2 separate regions of the Gasterosteus aculeatus genome follow, and region 1 is linked to region 2. The links are chromatin contacts, called in public Hi-C maps. All regions are on one chromosome and are shown on one strand. The core of a region is the stretch at or near the end of the contact, and the rest is flanking DNA. Distances in the headings are between cores, read along the strand shown. Region 1 holds the start of LOC120829334 (putative pleckstrin homology domain-containing family N member 1). Region 2 overlaps ano11 (anoctamin 11).

Evidence for each region. A called contact is a pair of places that touch in the nucleus more often than the background predicts.
Region 1: a Hi-C map of tail fin shows a contact between it and region 2, with 3 times the contacts expected there. The contact joins the promoter of LOC120829334 here to the enhancer-like site in region 2. A contact is called at or near these places in 2 of 6 Hi-C or Micro-C datasets (tail fin and whole body).

What each region holds. Positions count from the first base shown.
Region 1 is chr2:16,290,516-16,293,838 of fGasAcu3.hap1.1, reverse strand. It overlaps LOC120829334 (putative pleckstrin homology domain-containing family N member 1), which reads left to right and starts at 1,943. Exons shown (of 12, transcript XM_040193359.2): 1 at 1,943-2,170; 2 at 2,594-2,792. The coding sequence starts at 2,698. It overlaps ttll10 (tubulin tyrosine ligase-like family, member 10), which reads left to right. Exons shown (of 12, transcript XM_078084980.1): 12 at 1-192. The coding sequence ends at 80.
Region 2 is chr2:16,253,834-16,257,177 of fGasAcu3.hap1.1, reverse strand. ano11 (anoctamin 11) reads right to left here. Exons shown (of 24, transcript XM_078084925.1): 6 at 3,105-3,241; 7 at 2,957-3,014; 8 at 2,770-2,880; 9 at 2,516-2,681; 10 at 1,957-2,047; 11 at 791-887; 12 at 558-701; 13 at 230-367. Among protein-coding and RNA genes, the nearest start is that of ano11, 4.4 kb to the right of the region's middle. Within about 2 kb of position 2,022, at least 1 of the 9 cell types and tissues checked has open chromatin away from gene starts, as enhancers often do.

The DNA of each region.
Region 1 (3,323 bases), core at 694-3,193, 37 kb before region 2:
CACCGTTCCCTCCGCTCTGTGAAGAAGAACGTGAAGCGCAGCTCAGACTGGACAGAACCAGCTTTGTTTGTAAGACATAAGAGGGACTGTGTGGTGCGTTATGTGCAGACAGCTGGGCTCTGGAGATCTCTGTCTCAACAAAAAAAAAGTGTTCCTTTTGATATCTGCGTATGTCATAAAATGTTGCAATTACATGGTTCTTCATGGTGTTTGTGAATTTGAGGAGAAAAGGGAGATGTGAAAGAGTGCTTTAAAATAGACGTACATTAGGTAATTTAAAATGCTTCATTACACAAACAGAACACAAAATTAGTAGTGCAGTATAATAAAGAAATTATAGTATTGTATGTAGTGCTGTAGTAATGTAAATTAACCTAGTGGTGGTGTAACAGTATAACACGATATGGTAAAACTTAAAATGGCTGGTACATTATAAATATGAAGGTATATAAGTGTAATATAAGTTATAGCAAAACAATATTCGGTATAGTGTTGCATATTGTAACTATTAAGTCTGCAACCAGGCCTATCCATCAATCTGTACACTTATGTGTGGACGAAAGACAAACAACACAGCTCCTCTGTGACTCAACTAAAATCCATACACATAAAAATGATCAGCTGATGTTCTCAGGAAACGTGGCACTTTGTGTTGTGTCCGTAGTGATGAACTCCGTTGGCATACAACCGACACTTCCGAATCACAAAGGCAAAAAAGTATATATATATATATATTGACATCACTGGAGTTGGTTGTAATACGTGATTAGTGGGAGGAAATGGCAGACAATCGATTGTCATTAACACTCAGTCACCTCTTCAGGGAAGGTGTGTGTTTCTCACACAACACTGTGAAAACTGTTAATTTACAGCGAGGAGGAGTGTTTTTAATACTGTAACTATTAAATATTTTACACAAACTATTTACTAATGTAAAATACTAGAAGAACAAGCCTGGCAGTAGCTGAGATAATGTTCCATACTTTAGCCCCTCTACAAGGCTGGCTTTCTTTCATTCGCTGTACAATTATTGTCAATCAATTGTTAGTAGTGTTGCAATAAGAAGTCACCTATTGGCAGTTATTGTTGTTATACAGGTGTTTGTGAGGTGTTTGTACAGCTTTCAAACACAATAAGACATAATCAAAACAATACATTAACAATCATTTTAATAATACATATTAAATCGTCACTGCACCTTTCTTCAACCTATTTCTCTAGCAGGCTTGGCACATAGGAGGAGTTTCATTTTGTTGCAATCTGCAGCCTCACCGCCAAGACTGCATTATAAGCTCTATGACACCTAGTGGAAGCCCTATGATACCTAGTGGAAGCCCTATGATACCTAGTGGCAGCTCTATGATACCTAGTGGCAGCCCTATGATTTCTTCCCTTTTTTCCCTCTTGTAAGGGTTTTTTTCATTTTTTGGGGAGTTTTTCCTGTGCCGATGGTGGGTTTCGGGGCAGAGGATGTTGTATGTGTACAGACTGTAAAGCCCTCTGAGGCAAATTTGTAATTTGCGATTTTGGGCTATACAAAATAAAATGACTTGACTTGACTTGACCTAGTGGCAGCTCTATGACACCTAGTGGCAGACTTATGAAATCTATTGGCAGCATGAGAAACACCACAGTCAGAACAAGACATTAGAAACAGTCAAGTTCTAATGTTGTTATTCAAAATGTTGTTAGAAAAAAAGAAGAAAAAGGTTATATTAAATGATGTTGAAAAAAATAAAATGTAGCAGGTTTAGTACGACGTAAAACATCATTGTACATTTTATTTATGGTCGACTTGTTTACTTTAATGAAGGTAAACATTAACATTTGAGGCAAAAGAAAGTATATCAGTCTCTCATCTTATGTCAAGTTGCCTCACTTCTCAGCTACGCCTCCTGTACATGGAAAGCCTCAGAAAAGCACTCGGTGTACAACCCCTCCCACCATGTCACTGTAATTTAAACCAGGAAGATCAACACAGGGCGACAGTTGTTGTTGCTTATTGTTTTCATTGCAGCACCTCATATCTGCATTTCATAACTCACAATTATTTCACTTGTCTATGAATATTTATTAGTTCATGTTACCATCTTTCCCAACAGGATCCTTGCTTCATTTTGATGCATGACAACAAAAAGGCTGGCAGCATCGGAGCCTTACTTATCAGCATGTAAGTGGACGTAGCAGCTGCTTTTTTACATCTGCAAAGGGCAAGGTTTAATAAGCAGCAGAATTAGTTTGTATTAGTCATGCTAAAGCGTCATCAAGTTCCCATTCTGAGTTCAGACCGTCAATAGAACAAACAACTGAGGAAATGGTTAATTTCTCTGCCGACAGCCAACTGACAGGAAGGAACAACTACAAAGCTGTGACCCAACGCTTTTTTTTTTTTTTACCACTTTTATCTTCAATTCCTCTTTGACAGCGGTAACACCTTTTGTCCTTGTGGCTCTGTTTAATTATAAACTACATGCTGGCAAAAAGGGGGAACTAGAGCTTAGCAGCAACACCCCCTCCCTTCTCTTCTTTAGCACACAATATCCTCTTTTGGACCCAACCAGCCCCCGTTTTTCTGTTATCTCTTTGGTTTAAGTGTGGCGCGCACACACACAGCGGGGATGATCGTCTGGGCAGATGGTGCTCAGTTTGAGGACTAGAAGCTGAGACGGAAGGAGAGGGACACACTCCTCGTCCAACATGGGATGCTGCAGTGTGACCCAGAGCCATACAGGGGTGGACGAGGTGGGCCCCGACGAGATCGAGCTCCTGGAACTCTCCGGAGACAATTTAGGGTAAGACATGGTTCCATAATTTAATGGTGAGAAATGCTCAAAAATAGAAAAGTAAAGGTGGGGAAGCAGAGTTGTGTGTCTGTGTTTGGATCCCGGAACCAAATGCAGATTGGCTAAAATGTGTGGTGGTTATGGTGGTTATCTTCAGAGCTTTAGAGAGTAACTTTTAGTTTTGTCTAAATGTGCTTTTGTGTATCGATGAGTTCTGCAGGAGGAAGCAGCGACACTGGGAAGTTAATAAAGCATTTTACAGTGCATCCGGAAAGTATTCACAGCCTTATTCCAAAATGGATTAAATTCATTATTTTCCTCAACATTCTACACACAACAACCCATAATGACAAAGTGAAAACTGTTTTTTGCAAATTTTTGCAAATCCGTTAAAAATAAAGAACGAAAACATAACATATACATAAGTATTTTGTAGCTGTTTCTCTTTCAACCTCTGTGTTTTTTTCTTTAGCTGTAAGTGGGTCACATTTCGCATTTACGTGTAAAGCCTAAGAAGAGGAAGCCTCTCGCATAACCTTT
Region 2 (3,344 bases), core at 773-3,272:
CATGTGAAGTCTCTCCCTCTTTAGGATCGCAAGAGGAGCTGCTGTTCTTCACTGTATAATTGACTCAATAAGAGATTGTGTTCCTCGAATCCAGCGGAGTAATCAACCGCAGTAATGGAACAAACTACAATGCGTTCATCAGATTAGAGATTGGTGTTATCGACAAGCCAATATATTTCACAAGGAAAAGCACAACATCTGCCTAAACGCTTTGTCTACTGTGTCTCACCATCATAATAATGATCATGGAGCCAGTGAACATCCGGGACAACCTGGTCTTCTCAGGAAAGTAGGGCTCTTTCACCCCAGTCACTGGGTTTGGCTCCATAGTCGGGGCCGTGGCTGCAAACTCTGGGCGAGGACGCTCCTGAGGGAACACCGCGAGCCAATGGGTCAGACTTGAATAGATTCTCCAGAGGTGACGCCGCTAACTCCATTGACATAACAGAAGAAAATGATCAAATACATGTATGTATTATAAATTCTGTGTAAAACGTTCCGTGGACGTGTGTCGTATTTCATACTGGACGCAAGTAAGAGAGGAAGGATTGTGAGACCTCTTCTTCATGGAAGTCCATGCAGTCCCAGTGATGGGACAGGGTGGCCATCTTCCTCTTCCAGTACTCCAGGAAGGTCACGGCCCAGAAGGACATGAACACGCTGAAGAGGACTGTGCCTGGGTGGTCAAACAAGTAGCCCAACTGCAATGCAGACAGTACATCCAATTAAAGTATTTATGCATTTTAATGAAAAATGAGTATAAACAGGTTAGGTGGCAGATGTTTGTTACCTTGGCCATGGTGCATGTGTCAGACATGTTCCAGGCCTTGCATGTATTACAGAGAGGACACATCAGATAACTAGCTTCGCTGTTACAGATGTCTTTACTGTTGACACATAGACACAGATCAGTTACAACATTCAAACAACGACTGCTTTCCATATTCCTACTAGACATTAACTTGAAAAGTGAAGCCTGGACTGAGAAGCGTCGATCTTCCTTATTAACATGGTGATTATCATGCAGCATGAGGTGACTGCAGCTACTTTCCACGGACTGCTCTCCGACTATTCTACATTAATCAGGGGCTCTACCAAAGAACCAATAAACCTCATCAATCTGAGACCTTGGGTCGTGTTCTTTCCTGAGATATTGATTTCTTATTGACTCTTTTTCTTTATTTCTTTTACTGAAACCAACAGGGTGCCATAGAACGAGAATGGTTAACACAATCCACTGCTGAAGGAATCTTAGGGTACAAACACACTTGAGGGTGTGTTCCATGATGCTGTTTAGGTAGAGTGGAGTCCACTGGGTCGATGAATAATGAATAAGAATTTGGGAACAAAAACATACTGAATAATTAGGTGGTTTGCTTTGATGCTTTGAGTGGTATGTTTGTACTGAAATCTGTGCCAGCTTTAGATAACGCATAAGACTGTAAGTAGAGATTTCTGCACAATTTAAGTCGTCATTTAAGAATCTCTTGTCTGTGTGTGAAGTGGGAAGCTGGACTACAGCAATGTTACCAAACGTGGAAACCGCACTGCAGGAACAAGACTGCTAGAAGTCACTGCCCCCTGCTGTTATCTTCCATTAAATATTTCCATGTAAATAGACTTTAAGATTACTCATTTTTGGCAGATTTTTTAGGCCAATTTACATTTACTTTTCTGAAACGAATGAAATGTCTATCTGTGACATGATAAAAAAATATGTGAATATGTTATTTATTGTGTTATTTCCACTACTGTATATACTGGTAGTATAATACTAATACAGTACTACTCATACTACCAATACTAATACAATAGCATACATATCAAAACAAATAATATTGTAAAATTGGTGGAACTCCAATTTAAGATTTAGCGTGACATTCTAAATAAACTGCCTATTGCTCATTTTCATTCATCTTGTGTTCTGCAGTTACAGATGCAGGTGTGTGGACTCACGCTGGCGCGTTGGAACCCATGGACAGGACTCCAGACACAAACACCAGGGTTCCAACCACAGCCGCCGGCAGCAGCCACGCTGTGTAGAAACCTGCAGGGACACGAAGCTCCGTCAGCTGATGCCGGCATGTGCGATTACGTTGCTGTTTGGTGCCTTGAATATCCTTGACGAAGCGCTCGGTCAAGCCATGCAAAAGATGAACGTGTTTGAATATACTTTAGTATAACATACTTCACTCCTCATACCAAGATGTAAAATGTGCACTAGATGGATCCCTCCTAGATACATCTACCATGCAGGAGTAGCCTAGACCGATGTGTTGTACAGTGTGTTACATTGTTGAGGACTATTCATTTCATAGTATGTTGGATGCACAAACACGTATCCCGAGTTAAGAAAGTACGTATACCTCATAGAAGCCTTTCAAAATGACAAGTTAAAAAACGCTATCTGCTGATAAGCACCATGAGATGCAAATGAAAGCTGCAGAAAAGCTTTTGCAAACTATTCATTTCAAAGCACTGAAGCTAATGGGTCTAAATACAAACCAATATTTACCCAGCCAGGCAAAGTAGAGTGCAATCTTCTCTCCAAAGTACTCCCTGATGTGGTCCAGAGGTTGGTACTTGTACCATTTCCACCAGCGGGCCCAATAGTGGTAAAGAATCTGCCTCTGGTTCAGCTCGTCAGGACGGATCTCGTGCTTTGGAAGCTGAAAGGGACCCTGGGAGAAAGAAAAGAATAACTTGGTTAGAGAAAGAACAGAGCACGAGCTTTTCATTCGATTAAAGAAGAAATAAATGATATCGGACCTCGTGCAGCGGGAAAGCTGCCGTGTACACGCCTTCGTTTACCAGTCTGTCCACACCAACCTCAGCCCTCTTCCTTCTGCCGTACACCGTCCTGGCAAGAATCTCGTACACCTGAAATGGCACAGCGAACGCTCATTTGACGAGAGCCACAGAGCACACGCGCTGCAGAGGACGCCCTGTTACTCACAACACGGTGCCTCTGTGCGTTGGTGAAGAAGGACTGTTGGTCGTTGCAGCCTAGGAACCTATAAAAGAGAGACACATATACACTTTTATATATTGACAAACTTAATCTTAACGGATCCTACCATTTATTTTTGTTACTTAGAACACACCTGTTCATCTTTGACTTGCGAAAGGCACATGTGTAGTAGTCCAGCGGCCTGTTTGGCACCGACTCCATCATCGCGTTAGGTATGCACAGTCTCTTCAGAACCAGAGCAGATGTGTTCAGGTCCAGGTTGGCCTGGGCCTGCAAGTTAAACACATAGAGAATGAAGAACATTTATGCTTCTTCTCTTAATAAAGTCAATATTTTGCTGAGAGCAATCTTAGAGCTTGTTAGGAATGTTGAA